Linked DNA regions of Anas platyrhynchos: region 2 is linked to region 1. A link is a contact called in public Hi-C data. All regions are on one chromosome and are shown on one strand. Each heading gives the region's core, a stretch centred on a gene start, on an enhancer-like site or on the middle of the called end of the contact. The rest is flanking DNA. Distances are from core to core; before and after follow the strand shown.

What was found. A called contact is a pair of places that touch in the nucleus more often than the background predicts.
Region 2: a contact with region 1 is called in a Hi-C map of subcutaneous adipose tissue, with 1.9 times the contacts expected there. The contact joins the promoter of PIM3 here to the enhancer-like site in region 1. A contact is called at or near these places in 2 of 8 Hi-C or Micro-C datasets (liver and subcutaneous adipose tissue).

Annotation. Positions count from the first base shown.
Region 1 is chr1:19,838,432-19,845,574 of IASCAAS_PekinDuck_T2T, forward strand. No RefSeq gene overlaps it. Among named protein-coding and RNA genes, the nearest start is that of PIM3, 130 kb to the right of the region's middle. Within about 2 kb of position 4,915, at least 2 of the 8 cell types and tissues checked have an H3K27ac peak or open chromatin away from gene starts, as enhancers often do. A contact at or near this core is called in subcutaneous adipose tissue, where this site is marked.
Region 2 is chr1:19,965,754-19,973,167 of IASCAAS_PekinDuck_T2T, forward strand. PIM3 (Pim-3 proto-oncogene, serine/threonine kinase) reads right to left here and starts at 4,577. Exons shown (of 6, transcript XM_027458508.3): 1 at 4,124-4,577; 2 at 3,683-3,792; 3 at 3,529-3,579; 4 at 2,858-3,221; 5 at 1,427-1,603; 6 at 1-1,243. The coding sequence starts at 4,208. The coding sequence ends at 1,059.

The DNA.
Region 1 (7,143 bases), core at 3,665-6,164:
TGTCCTGGACCTTCAACAGCCAGGTGTCCATAAAATAGCTCTTCCCTGGGGAGCTGAAAGGAATGCAAAGGGAAGCATTAAGTAGCTTGGCTGGCAGCCGTGGCTTTGCCTGTACTGTGGGAAAACTTACTGCAGTGTCACAGCCCTGCTACCATCAATTAGCGTCAATACACACAAAGAGCACCAGATATAAGACCAACGTTCTGGAAATATAACAAGCAAAATGATGTTTTGCAGCAAGGCTGAGCTTCCACTTTGTATGTGAAAGAGGATCCAAGAAAGGGAAAACAAAAACAGATTAGTCATACATCTAAATTTAGGGGTTTTTCCGTATATGCTACTGTTTCAGATAGGTCATGGAAATTAATGAAGTCAGTGTTATGAGATGAAAAGAATCTCATAGTGACCTGATGTGAACTCATGAAAGCCTGATAGGAGGATTTGACAGAGAATGTTTGGGACCTTTTTTTATCATCCAATGGCTCCTTTTAACAGTAACTCCTATCATGCTGTCAGCAGAGCAAATAAATTTGGCCTACTTCTCAGTCCTCCCCTCTAGTTTGTTCTGAAAACTGACTTGATTTTCTCACTCTGCTTGAAGACTGCCTATGATTCTTATGTAATGAAGAAGGGACCTGACCAGAAGCATTGCCCACAGACAGTATACATACCTCCTTTTCAAAGCGAGGGGAAAGACAGGGCACGCAACATATCTGCTCCTACCCTTTGCTGGTTATTGGGTAAAAAGCTTAAGAATGAGGACTGTTAACCATTGGTTTTTCATTTATGTTTGTAATCTCCCCTCTGCATTTCTCTTTGCTGTGCAGTTCTGTACTGGCACTGTAAAAGAGGTAAACATAACAGTCTACAGAAACTGAATCTGACACACAACTATCCTAATTTGCATGGTTGACACTGCTAACTGCTTCCCATGGGTAACAGGGCCAACAATGACTTATCCTTGCTGTCAGTGTGTACTCACCAAGGACAGAATAAAGCTTGCAAACTGGAATTCAGGCTGGTTAGTATGGTTAATAGTCACTGAGATCAATTTTCTAGTATCTAAATTCATCAACTTGGTGGTAATGGCTAAAGCAAGGCTTACAATCCACCCTAGGCTATCAGTATCTGTATCAGTATCTGTGGGCCTCTTACCCTGGTATGCTGTCGTATTTACTTGCATTTCTTTAGTTTGTTTATGTAGAAATGAACTCACAGTGTGATTTTAATGTTTTTTTTTTTTTGTTTGTTTGTTTTGTTTTGGTTTTGTTTTTGAGATTTGCGTCCTAGCTAAAGGCATATTGCTCATGTGATCAGTGTATGTAAATCAGCATCGGCCCAGTATTAATCATAATTTGGTAGGCCTGCAGATTCAATAATAAATGTTATTTTTTTTTTCCTGTACATTGTTCTAAACTGTACACAAAAAAACACAGGCTTTGCTCTCATTGAAAGGGGTAATGGGTGTGACTTCCTGCTAAGTAGTAGAAATAATGAAATCATTACCTAAGCCAATGCTAGACAATCCAACTTGAATACTGGTAGCAGCAGAAGTTAGTACAGAGATCTGCCTGAGTTAAAATTGTGGCTTATCAAACTGCTGGCACTTGAATGAATTCATTTACAGCTACCATCATAATCTCTGTATGATGCTGCATTGCACCATCTAGACTAATGTTGAGGCCTAGGTTAAAAATATAGGGGTTTTGAGAACCCAACTTTTGAGGTTAGATCTTTACCTAGCTGTCCAAAACCAGTCCCATAGTTCCTTATGAATAGCTTGGATGAATGATATGCTGATGGTGTAAGCTGGTAAGAACCCTTTCTGGGGGTGATGAAGCTATTGTTTTTGGTACATTCTACCCTGGAAAGCAATAAAAGAAACCCTGGTTGACTCAGACAGAAATCTGTCTGATGACACCAATTGAAATATAATTCTCTTTACAGCCCTCACTCTCTTCAGTTTACTTACATCTCTGGCAGAAAACTTGCCAGTGATTATGTAAGAGCAAGACTTAAAGAGCAATTCAGAAGACTTATCCATATGGGACCTAAATATATTTCATAGAAGTATTCTAGTCTAGTATTCTATATGTGTGGTAATTACCTCTAAAACAGCAGCTATTTTTCATTCAATTATTTGTACAGAAAGAGAATACATATATCAAAGTGGAAAAGTTCATTGAATTACAAATGGTCATACCATCTTGAGTAAAAACACTATTTCAGAGACAAGAAAAAGAGCCACTGACCTATTGAAACCTGTGTCCTCATGTTTCTACTACACAGTAATACACTTTTATAAAGCCAGTAGTTTTTAAGCAGTGTTTAACCTTCAGTTTCTTAACTTTTAGCACCTGGGATGTAGACAAAAGTATTTGCTTGTCTGTCTGCTTATGTACTCTTCATCATAGTGTTTTCTAAAAAAGAGGACCTGAGTTTTTCTAGATCTTATCAGTTCTGCTTCTGATAACAACATAAAGCTAACACCTCAAATTGTCAAACAGTATGCTGAGTTCTCTAAATTTTGTACTTTTCCATAAGTGACTTATCTTGTGGATTAAACCTTTCCATGCTTCTGGACAGAGAGCTTAGTTTGGTTACAATCATATTCTCTTAATCTTGTGGAAAGGTACAAATTCAAGCCCTAATGTGTATTGCTCTTTGACATGGCTTTTTATTTTTTAAGAAATGGATAAAATTCTAGTTGCATTATTTCCCTTACCTTGGAAATTGGGAAAAATAGTAACTCTCTGTCCCAGATGGAATACATAAGATATATTTCCTTGGTCAATTAAATATTTTTAAACTTAAATATAAATTATATGTAAAAAAGTTAGAGGTCTATCTTATTTTCCCAAGTCAGAAGTCTGAATACCCTGTTTTGTACAGCTCTTTTCCTGTCTTACACTGGCACATGAGACATGACTGGACAGCAAGAAGGTGTAGATGAAGCCTTGGATTCACCAGACCAGAAGTCTGTATAGCAAGGCCAGTATAGTCCTAGACATAAATAAAATAATTGAGCTAGAAAATACCTCAAAAGATTATTTAATCTATCTCACTGATCAAGAAAGGATAAGCTATTCCATGATCATCTCAAGTAATCTATTTCTGTGCTTCACTACTTTTATTGTTAGGATGTTCTTCTCAGCATCATAACTGAAGTTCCCTTATTGAAATTTAAAATCGTTGTGATTAGTCATAACAGCATGCACATGGAACATGTATGTTGTTTGGGCAGACAGACAAAACAGTCCCTGATCAGAAGACCCCGAGCAAGACCTTGTCAGTGCTATCCTTCCCCCATCTTGCAGATCATAGTCCTGTTTGTCTGGTTTTTGTCTTCCTACAACATGACTGCTGATTCAAGTCCAGATGGTAACTCAGCACAATTCCACTTAAAGAGCTTATCTAGCCCTTCTTGCCTTGCCTAGATTGTTCTCTCTAAATAGTAGAAAGTTCAACTTCTCCTTACAAGTATTCCATATTTAAAATTATTCTTTCTTCTCCAGGCTATTTATTCAAATAAAAAAAAATCATTTTGAGTCTTTGTCCTATCCTCAAACATGCTTTCAGGCCATTTCAATTAGATTTTGTCTGAAGAAATAATATTCTTACTCCTTTTTCTATCATTCAGGATATTTAAATGAAAATATCTAGTATTAGGCTCAAAGCACACATCCAATAAGCTTTACTTAATATATCCTCATATTTCATTGTGAACATGAAGATGAAAGAACTATCTGAGATAATTTATAAATTGAGCCAATTTGCTTCTCTCCACCCTGAAACAAGATGACAACCAGTGAATCAAAGTGTGATTCAGGTGCGTTTTGTTTTTCCATGTGCTTCTGAGGCAGTGAGATCAGGTGCTGCACTAGATATGTAATGGAGTCCAGTGAAACTCTTTTCATGGAGAGAGCAAATTTTATGTATTGGAATATTAAGTAGAGCTTATGAAAGTACATGAAGGGTATTACAAGGGCATGTTTAAAGGTAAGTTTTCTAAATGAAATTTGGTACAACTTTGCAGAGAAAGTGACTGGATTAAAAAGATGAATACATTACCACTGAATGTTACACAGAGTTCAGAGACATTGGGAACTTCAGAGGGACCAGAACATGGGCTATGTAGGACTTTGTGGCATTCTCTTCCACAAGACAAAATAAATGGAATGCTAAGAAAAAAAGTATTCACTTGGTTTTAACTTAAGGACAAAAAAGTTTAACAGTGATGATATGTCTGAGCTGTCAAACATTACAGAAAACTGCAGAAAAGGAAGTCATAGTTTGATAAGGAGATGGGAGAGCTGTCTTCACAGACAGTTCAAGGAGCAATTATCCAGTGAAATGATTTACCTGGAGAAAATGATCTATTTTGTGAATTAAAAAAAAAAAAAGGAGAAGTGATAAGCAGTTATTTAATTCTTCTGAAACTAGATCCAGATCCACAGAAATCAATGGAAAGGTTACAATGACTTCATGTGATTTGGAGTAAATTCTTTAGAATATGCCATTGAAACATTATTGGATAAATTAATCTCTGGAGTAATTTTATTAAAGTAAATTGAGTTATTACTTAGCAGATTTAACTTAAGAGGTTGTTATGTCAAATATACGTTCATTCATTCACTTCCTCGTTCTTCCTCTCATTCATTTGAATGGGATCTCGGTGTGCTGTAAACAGTGTGTTAACTGGAAAAAGAAGGGAAATGTGCACTGTGAAGAATGAACATCAGCCAACAAGAAATGTGGTTTCAAAAAGTGTTCCTTCCAGTACGTATTTTTAAATAATTTTCATAATCATGAAACTTTCAAGAAAAAAACATAAGGGGGACACTCTTCATATTCCATTAGGTTTTTGGGTCCTATCTGATGAAAACAGCACTGAGCTGGAACAAACAATGCGTCAGGGATGATTATGTAACACGAGATGAAGAAATGTTTCTCAATCCAGTGCCAGGAAAGCTACAGGCAATTCTGGAAGTCACATGCTTTCTGGTGGGATTTTTTTTTTTTTTCACATCTCATTTTTGTATCTTGTACAAAAGAGTAGCCCTATTTCGGAAGTCAAGTTGCAGAAGGAAACAGCCAATAGAGAGGATCTTTTCTGTGCTTGTGAATTCCGGTTGAACCACAATGAGCACATTCTTCCTTCTCTTTTGTGGGCTTTGTTCTTATGGTAGTGAAAGTTAAATGGATCAATGGGGACATTGTTGAACTGACCTCTGGTGACCATATGAAAACAAATGGGGGCCATTAGATGGACACTGCTTTAGCTTGCCATATCTGCATTAGATATCTATTTTCAGATGGGTCCTTACCCAGATTCTATACTGTTATGTTTTCCTCGTAGTCTCATTAAAGACAAAATGCCAGTGAAATAATGTGAGACTAAACACAGTTTCCTAAGAAAATAATGAATTAACAGCTGGAGGGGGTGGGGTGGGGATGGGAAGAAAGTAAAGTAAAGAAAAGCAAAACTAAACCAAACAAAAACAACCCAAGGATTTTTGCACAAAAGTATAGAATGTGTATAAAAGGCACTGATAAAATGATAATTAGACCTATGAAAAAAATAAATATAATTCAAATCATTTGTCACAGATTGTTGTGAGCATTGTGCTAGATTCAGTTATCTCAAGCTGTAAATGGCATGTTTGGATGGGGAAAGAAGAGTTTGAACAAATCCTAAACTTCAGTGCAAAATTAAGTTCATGGACAGTTTGGTTACATTAGACTGGTAGAACTATCACACTAAGCAGTTCTGTCCAACCCCGTGGTGTAGAGCTAGGCCTTAGCTTCAGCTGAGACATTACAACAATATAGAGCAAAAATGTGAAAATTGCTTTCAAAATTAAATTGCTTTCAAAATGCAAATCAAATTAAAATGCAATTAAATTAAATTGCTTTCAGAAAAGCAAAAATGTGAAAATTGCTTTCAAAAATAAATTGCTTTCAAAACTAGGACCTTTTGATACTGGGTTGTAGTCACATTTTTTTTTAAATTTCCAAATTAATTTCCAAATTTTTCTTAAGTGTCATTAACTTTAGTCTGTGCAAGACTTAACAAAGTTGCCTCAAAATATTGTCCTATGCCATTGTGAGACTTCAGCAGTCAGACAGTCAGTGACAGCTGGATATGACACAGGAAGTATGAGAGACAATCTTCTGCTGATTGGCAGGTGGAGGTCAGATAGGATAGCCTTAGGCAAGAGGAACAACACTGCATGCTTGTGCTCTGGTAGATGAATCCCATGCAAAGAATAGAGTCCAGGCCACCAAGGAAAACACCTGTATCTAGGTATCTAGATAAACAAAACATCACATGAACAGCTAAGTTTGGTTAATCACTTTTAAAATTTCACTGGCAGTAGTAACCCAATCTCAATTCTTTACAAGGACAATTACGTGTTTCATGAGTGGAAAACAGTTTTGATGTCTTGATTTGAGAGCCAAATCCTACCTCAAAGTCCACATGCTACTACTGTTTTTCATGCTAGATTATAGCTTAGCCACTAGAAAAAACATCAAATTCTTGTAGAAGTGGCTAACTAGTGTGTTGTGAAACTGATGTTACAGTGAGTGAAACTTTGGGACAGTGCATGAAAAAAAAAATTGTTCTTATTTATTTATTATCTGGGAACTACTTAAATGCTACAAAACAGAAACTAAATTTTAAGTATCAAAGAGCTATTTCAAATTTGCATCTTAAGACAGATCATTTGCCAAATAAGTAAATAAGATTAATTGCTTGGAGGATTTTCTTTTGTGGAAGTGACAAAAAATTGTCTAATAACTTGAGTTGCTAGTAGCATCTAGCAAAAGCCTTTAATCAGTCCTGTGGGTAAATGAGGTAATCAAGAGAAACAAAGACAGGTAGAGGAGAATCTTTCTCCTATATTAGGAAATTAGGAATGTATGATGTTGCATATTGTCACTTTCCCTTAGAAAAGGAGCGAGAACAGCAGAAAAGCATCTTCCACTTCTGCCTTGTCAATGGAGGAGAAAAAAAAAAGAAAAAAAAAAGTGGGGCAATTTTTTCAGAGAATATCTTTCCTGTCATTGTTCTGTGTTCTCTTCTATGGAATGACCCTAGGTGGAGAAAACAAAACACAAGAATAAAATGATCCTTTTCTT
Region 2 (7,414 bases), core at 3,327-5,826, 130 kb after region 1:
AAATTGATAAGGTCAGAAATATTTTTTTGTCTTTTTTCTTTTTTTTTTTAAACAAAAGTTGACAGGAATGCAGAAAAAAAGTGCCATGGGCAAACCACTAGAATTCCCATGGGGAGGAGGGGAAAGCACAGTGTTGAATAACTCTAACCAAATAAATTAACCAAATAAATAGCCACAGCTGAAACCTGTGGGAGGTCTTCTAAACTTCAAACAATAAATAACTGTATAGTACATGGGAAAACCAAGTTTACATAAACACATTATACAGGTATGGAAAAAAAAAGTAAAGTCCTTGAATATTGCATTGATTGTGCATTCAACATGCCCATACATACTCTTAAGACTCGCAGGGTGACAAAAGGCCAGGGGGAGTTGAGAAAGGGGCTTCTCATGCCCAGTGGTAGAGATGATAAAAGGAAACATGAATAAATGTTTCTGATAAAAAAGCTGATATACCTGTTCATATTTCTGTGCAGGCTATAAGAAATACTTTGAGCAGCAGAGGTGGGTTGGATTTGGAAAGGGCCGGGGGCAGGAGTGAAATGTCTGTGTTCAAGTATTCCATCACCAGTGGATGGGACTACTTCATTCAATCACCGAACATGTTCTCCAATGCATCATAGGAGCTGCTTCCTCCAGCACTGGGTCTAAAGGGAGCAAATTCCTATAATGAACTGGATCTTCTTTGGACATACACAGCTCAAAAAAGAAAGTCCCACTGAAGCAGCTTTCAAAAAGGCACTCAAAAGCAAATAAAATCTAGTCCAGGCTCTATGAGAGCAAAAAAGTTTACCATGTATTCAAGAGGTCACTGCTTTCTTAATAAGGTCAGTCTTTGACTAAGTACTGGCCTGCAACTCCCAAACATCAGCGTTTCCAAAGGAAATCTCTCATTCCAAAGCAGAAACCAGCAAAAGGGGAAAATAAAATCAAGTCCCTCAGACAAAGATTCAACTACAGAATAATGAATGCATTTTTCTAGCCCCTCCTACGTATTGGCAGCAGCACTGTGGTCTTTCTGCTTGTAGCTCCCCTCCCAATGCGATGTCCTTAGTAATTCACAGACTCTCATTACTTGAACTTGTGCTCGATACATCAGTATCAAGGGTCCGTAGCCTTATGTCACAGTCCTCAGACTTCACTACTTCAGATTTGTGCATCCATTGATGGTCAAAAATTTGCTCAAGTGTTGGTCTGTCTGAAGGCCTCAGTGAAAGGCACCATTTGATCAGCTGTTGACATTCTGAAACAAGCAAAGAAGGAATTCCAGATCAGAAAAATAAGGAGACTGTCTTGGAAAACAACCAGCCAACCCACCCAGACACATAACTTTTGTAAATTCAAGATAATCTCAAAAAAAAAAAACAAAAAAACAAAAAAACAAACAAAAAAAAAAGTCCCCACTCAACACCCCCACACAACTCACCAGGTGAAATTCTCCTCCTGAAGTATAATCGTCCCCTCAAGATTTCTTCATCTTGCTCAAAAGGGATGTCTCCGCAAACCATATCATACAGCAGAACTCCCAGAGACCATACTGTCGCTGACCTCCCATGGTATCTATGGTATCTGATCCACTCTGGCGGGCTGTATACTCTCGTTCCTAAAAGCAGGAAAAAAAGTAAAGGATTAGTGTTTTCCCATTCTTCAAGTAGCTCTACTAAGGCTAAATTAAGTTCATTGTTTGGAATAAAAAAAAAAAAAAAAAAGCAGGTTTTGATTTTTTTTTTATGGCCCCAAACTATTAGTGGTGTAACTTCAGGTCATCTGTGGAGTTACACCATCAACCATCCGGTTGTGCTATTTTGTTGCAAGGAATAACAGGGCTGCCATCAGCTGACTGTTTACTAAGGCGAGCTCCCTTTCACTGACCACGTGGCGTCTGCAGCATCACACCAAAAATAGACACAAAAGGACAAAGGGGGCTGTCGGGGAGGAGAAGAGAGGGAGTGGAGAAGGTGAAACTCAGGTCTGCCTTATTACACAGGGATAATCTGCTTTATCCAATTCCACTGGGCAGTAAACAAAATAAGGCTGCTTACAATTTTTATGTTTTTTTTTTTTTTTTTTTTAAAAAAAAGGCCCCATGCTTCTCTGCAGCAGCCTTTTTAACCCGCCCTCTCTTTGCCTGCGGTGCTCCTTGGATACCAAACAAAAACGAGAATTTGTGATGCTGAAGGTCACGTGGCCTAGGGGTTCGGGTTTCACAACAAACAGATGTTAAGTGCAGCAGCTGAGGATGGAGGTCGGAAAAAAAAAAAAAGTCCCTTGGTTACATCAGTCACATTCAAAGGGCAAGGGAAAATATCCTCTATCATGTGCAAGCTTATTTTCAGATTTCCCATCTCTAAACCATCAAGCCTGACCCTGAAGCTAGTATCACGTTATTTTCAGGGAGCGTATTTGTCCCATCACTTTGAAATCTGCAATGCGGGATTTCCAGGACACCAGCGGAAAGGGAGGGGGAGAGCTATTGCTTCGAGTTAAAAAAAGCACTGCATGTAAAAACTGCATATCCACACATGGAAACATCCGACACTGGTGAAGCCTCCATGTAAACAGATCGCCCTCTAGGAAAAAAAATGCTTTTTCCAAGACAGGGAAATATAAACTGCTGCGTCACTGCCTGGAATTGCTTCTTTCCTACGCAACTGAACACCCTAAGCTGCTTCGGGTCCAAAGGTTTCCATTACCGATAGACCTGATATGAACCGCTGCGTCAGAGGCGCCCTCGCTACTTGGAGGCGCCAGAAACAGGATAAGCGGCAGCTATAGGGCATCGCCCTGGGAGGGGCACGGGGTCTGGCCAAACTCGGCACGCCGTGGCTGGGCTGCCCCAGGCAAGGAGGGCACGTACCATCAAAGTCAGTATAGACTGTGTCCTTGAGGATGGCCCCTGAGCCGAAGTCGATTAGCTTCAGCTCGCCTGTCCTGAGGTCAACCAGCAGGTTCTCATCCTTGATGTCCCGGTGCACCACGCCGCAGCCGTAGCAGTGGCGCACCGCCTCCAGCACCTGCCGGAAGAACCCACGGGCTGTGTCCTCGTCCAGGGCTCCCTTCTCCGTGATGAAGTCAAAGAGATCCTTCACCAGCTCGGGCCGCTCCATGATGATCAGGTAGCCATCAGGACGCTCGTACCAGTCCAGCAGCTTGATGACCCCCCTGAAGCCGGAGCCCACCTTCTTCAGGAGGACGATCTCCAAGGGCACCATGACGCCGCCCTGGGCAGAGAAAGGGGAGGCGAGCGGGTCACTCGGGGGCGGCGGGCAGGGCAGGGCAGGACGAGGCAAGGCAGGGTAGGGCAGTGCCACCCACCGCCGCCCCGCGGGGTGGCTCCTCCGCTGCCGCAGTCCGAGGGGCGGGCGCGGCGCTGCGGCGGCGAACCCCCGCCAAATTCCCCCCGACGCAGACACCGCGCCGGCGGGCGGGGCGAGCCCCGCCGCCCACACAATAGCCCCGACGGAGCCCACCCCTCCCAAAAATAAAATTAATAAGAAAAAAAATAAATAAGAAAAATGAAGTACTTACAATCGTGCCCCACTCGGTCACCCGCTCCTTCACCACATGCTTCACGGCGACCTGCGGGGCGAGGAGGGGGGAAAGGGAGGGCGGTGAGCGGCGGGGCCGGGCAGGGCAGGGCTCGCCCCGTGCCCGCCGCCCGCCGAGCCGCCCCGAGCCTCACCGGCAAGCCGTCGGCGATCCTGCTGCCCGCGTAGACGGTGCCGAAGCCGCCGCTGCCCAGCACGGAGCCCACCTGGTACACTTTGTCGAACGGCTCCTTCTCCACTTTCACTGGGGAAACAGGAGGGAAAGCGCGGCGTTAGCGACCGGGCTACGCCTCGGCGAAAATTAGGGCTCAAAAAAAAAAAAATTAAAAAAATAAAATAATAATATACATATTAAATCCCCCCCCCGAGCACGTCCGCTGGACGCGTCGCCCTAATTCTGCACGAGGCTTTTTTTTTTTTTTTTTAAATTTCCTCCTCAAAAATCTTCTTCGGTTATATTAAAAAAAAAAAAAACGCAATAAAAAGGGGAGAGCCCCAAGTTTCGGGCGGCTGCGTGGCGCCGGCCACGGGGCTGGGGCCGCCCGCGGGGGGAAGCCCCCGGCGCCCCGCCGTACCTGGCTGCAGGATCTTCACCGGCAAGTGGTCCATGCTGGCGGGGCTGCAGATGTGGGCCAGCGAGCCGAACTTGGAGAGCAACATCTTCCGTGCGGGGGGAGCCCCCTGCGTCCTCCTCCTCCTCCTCAGCGAGCCCAGACCCTCCGCGCGGGGCTTCCCTGGTGGCCCTGCGGCGGGCACCGACGGCCTCCCCGGCACGGATCCGCGCCAAGTCCCCCTCCTTGTCCTCGTCCTCGTTCTCCGGCGGCGGCGAAAGGGCCCCTTCCAGCCGGGGGCCGCGTCCGTGAAGCCGGCCCTGCGGTGCGGTGCGGCGGTGGCGGCGGGGAGCGGGCTGGGCGCAGGAGCCGCGCCGCCGCCCTGCCTGCCCGCGCGCTTCTGAGCCGGCGGCGCCGCGGAGCCGCCTCTTAACTCCCAATATTTTGGTGCGGGCAGAGCGCGGATGGTGCCGAGAGGGTATCCCTCCGCGGGGGAGGCGGTGTGTGTGTATGGGGGGGGGGGACACGCCTCTCCCCGCCGCCCCGGCTCGACCCCTCCTCTCCTCCGCGACGGGGCGCCCGCGGTGCGGCGGTGGGGGCTGCGGAGTCCCCGGCCCTCCCCGTCGCGCCGGCGGGCGGGGGGAGATGGCGGGGGGCCGGGAACTACTTGTTTGTAGTAAGCGGCGCGCAGCGTTACAGGGCGTCTGAGGCACGCAGCACGCACCAGCGGCGAGAAAGGGGAGGGGGGGCGAAGAGGAGGAGGGAGGGGGGAGATTCTCCTATTTGCGTTAACATTTGCGGGCGGCCAATCAGCGGGCGCCTTTTCAAAGAGCTCCCGGCGCAGGCCAATGAGGAGGGGCCTCATCTGCATGCGGCGGAGGGCGGGAACGCCGCGGCCCCGCCCCGCGGCTGCGGGAAGGTCGCCGCGCGCCGGGCCGAGACGCGGCGTCTGGGGCTGGGCGGGGAGGGAAGGGGGGGGCCGGGGACACGCCGCCGCCATGGCCGGGGTGCGGCGCTTCCCAACCCCGCCCGCTCCCTCCTTCCCCTCCCCTCCCGCCCCGCTCTCCGCAGAGCCGGCGCCGGGCGAGGCAGCGCGCTGTGCGCTCGCCCCGTGGTGTTTTCCCCTGCCCGTGAGCCCCGCGCTCCTCTCCAGTCACGCAGCCCCCGCGGAGCGCCCCCGAGGGCTTCCCCGCCTCCCCGCTCCGGCGGCGGCCGGCTGGCGGCTCCTCCCGGCACGGCGCCCCCCGCCCGCCCCGCAGGGGGCGCTGCCTCTACAGGAATGGCGGAGCCGCGGCGGTGGAGGAGGCGCTGAGGGGACGGAGCCCCCCCAGTGCCGCCCCCCCTCCTCCCCCGAGGCTTCCCGGGGCGCCGCCGAGCGGCCCCGGGGAGGCCGTTAACGGCCGCCCCACGTCAGGCCTCCGGCGGCCGCCTGGGCTGAGGAGGCGGGCAGGGAGGGGAGAGGCTGCCAAGCGTCGGCCCGCCAGAGGTGGTGGGCCACTGGTTTCGAAAATAAATAATAAATAAATAAGCGTCTGCTGTGCTTGGCGTGTAACAGCGTCTTGAGAACTGCTCCAGTAGCTGCTTGGGCCGCTCTCCAGAGGCGCTGAGTGGAGGGGTGGCAGGCAGACGAGCGAGGCCGAAGTTTGGCCAAGCACGGTGCTTGCAGGCAGCAGACCCAGAGGGTGCCTCACAGCACCACAGGCCCCCTCACAGCACCCGCGCCCTGGCTGCGTAACGGGAACGCCTGGTGTCCCCGTGTTGGAAAAAGTGAGGGAGGAGAAGCTGATATTGCACGGGGATCCCTGAAGTGGGGGTATTTTTGGACAACCACTTCAAGAGCTGGCAGTCCTTCCGCTCCAGGCGCTGGGAGAGCCGTGTTGCAGTTGGCATTCTCTGATAATAGTAGTGCTACAATCTCAGACAGTCATGCCTATAAACAAAGCGAGGGCTTCTAGGGAGGCGTAATATCTTTTATTAGATTAGACCAACTGATGTAAAGGTCAAGTTTTCAGGCGCAGTTTCAACCCTTTGTGTCCCAGAATGTGCTTTTTGAAGCTAGATCAATTGGTCTATAAAAGTTACTACCTCGTACAGAATGTGGTATTTCCAGAGGAATGCGGCTAAACCACTGGGTTTAGTGAGCAGCTGAAGGGATTGGGAAGCTTCTGGTTTATGATTTTTTCTTTTTTAAAGATAATGATTTGGACTTATCAGATAAAACAATAAAAGGGCACTTTTTTTTTTTCTTTCTTTTTTTGGTGAGGAATTTTGACTATCTCTAATAACATGAAATAAATTTTTAAAAGGTTTCTCCATATAGTGACATATGCACAGTTTATTGCTGCTGAGTTGTAAACAGGCACAAATAACGGGAAGATTTCATGATCTGAAAATTCATGTTCTAGGTATATTGTAAAGATTTAGCCGCTTTTGTCAGTGGCTATTTTAAGCATTGTTTTACACAAAGAGGAAGTGTTCCTCATGCTCAAAATTAGATTTCTGCTTATTAAAATAGCAAATATTTCTAAAGAGGAAAAACAGGCATTAAATATTAATATATATAAATGCTAATTATTTAGGGAAGTAACACTACAAGTAGTTTTTTTGTTTGTTTGTTTTTGTTTTTTTTTTTTGTTATGTGGCTAAGCTTGAAAAGTCATGCATGTATCACTAGTTTGCACATGTAAAACATCAGGTCTTTTTAATTCCAACTGCATTTGCAATTTCATTCATCCATCTTTGTCTTGTCAATCTGTGATAGATGAATGATACATTTGCCTTGAGCCTGTTCAAGAAAATAATTTGGAGTTTCTTCAATATACTTTTGCATTTAGGATTGTATCTTCTTCAGCTGTGTCAGCCCTAATACTTTAAGATGAGAACATAGCGTACCTTCACACATCTCTGTGAGGCAAATTGGTAAAAAAGACCAAGATCGATATCTGGTATTGGTACAACTCCTGATCCGATTTGTATTTTCACAGTAGTGTAACAGGAAGGGTACTTTACATTTAACGTTAAAGAAAATAAGGTAGTTACTGTACATTAAAAAAAAAAAAAAAAAAAAAAAAAAAAAAAAAAAAAGATAAGGGAGTATTTGTTCTTCATTCATGTAATTTTGGCAGACAGACATTTAATTTGTATACAGCTACAAGGACTCTTGGTTTGACAGAATTACAGATGGATCCCAGACATGGAATTTACCCTGTCTTTACACATAAGCCTTTCATGGGTTTGTGGTGCTCCTTTTGATCTGGCTTGGAACATGCAGTTCAGTGGTCCTAAACAATTATAGCTGCAGAAATATTTTATAAA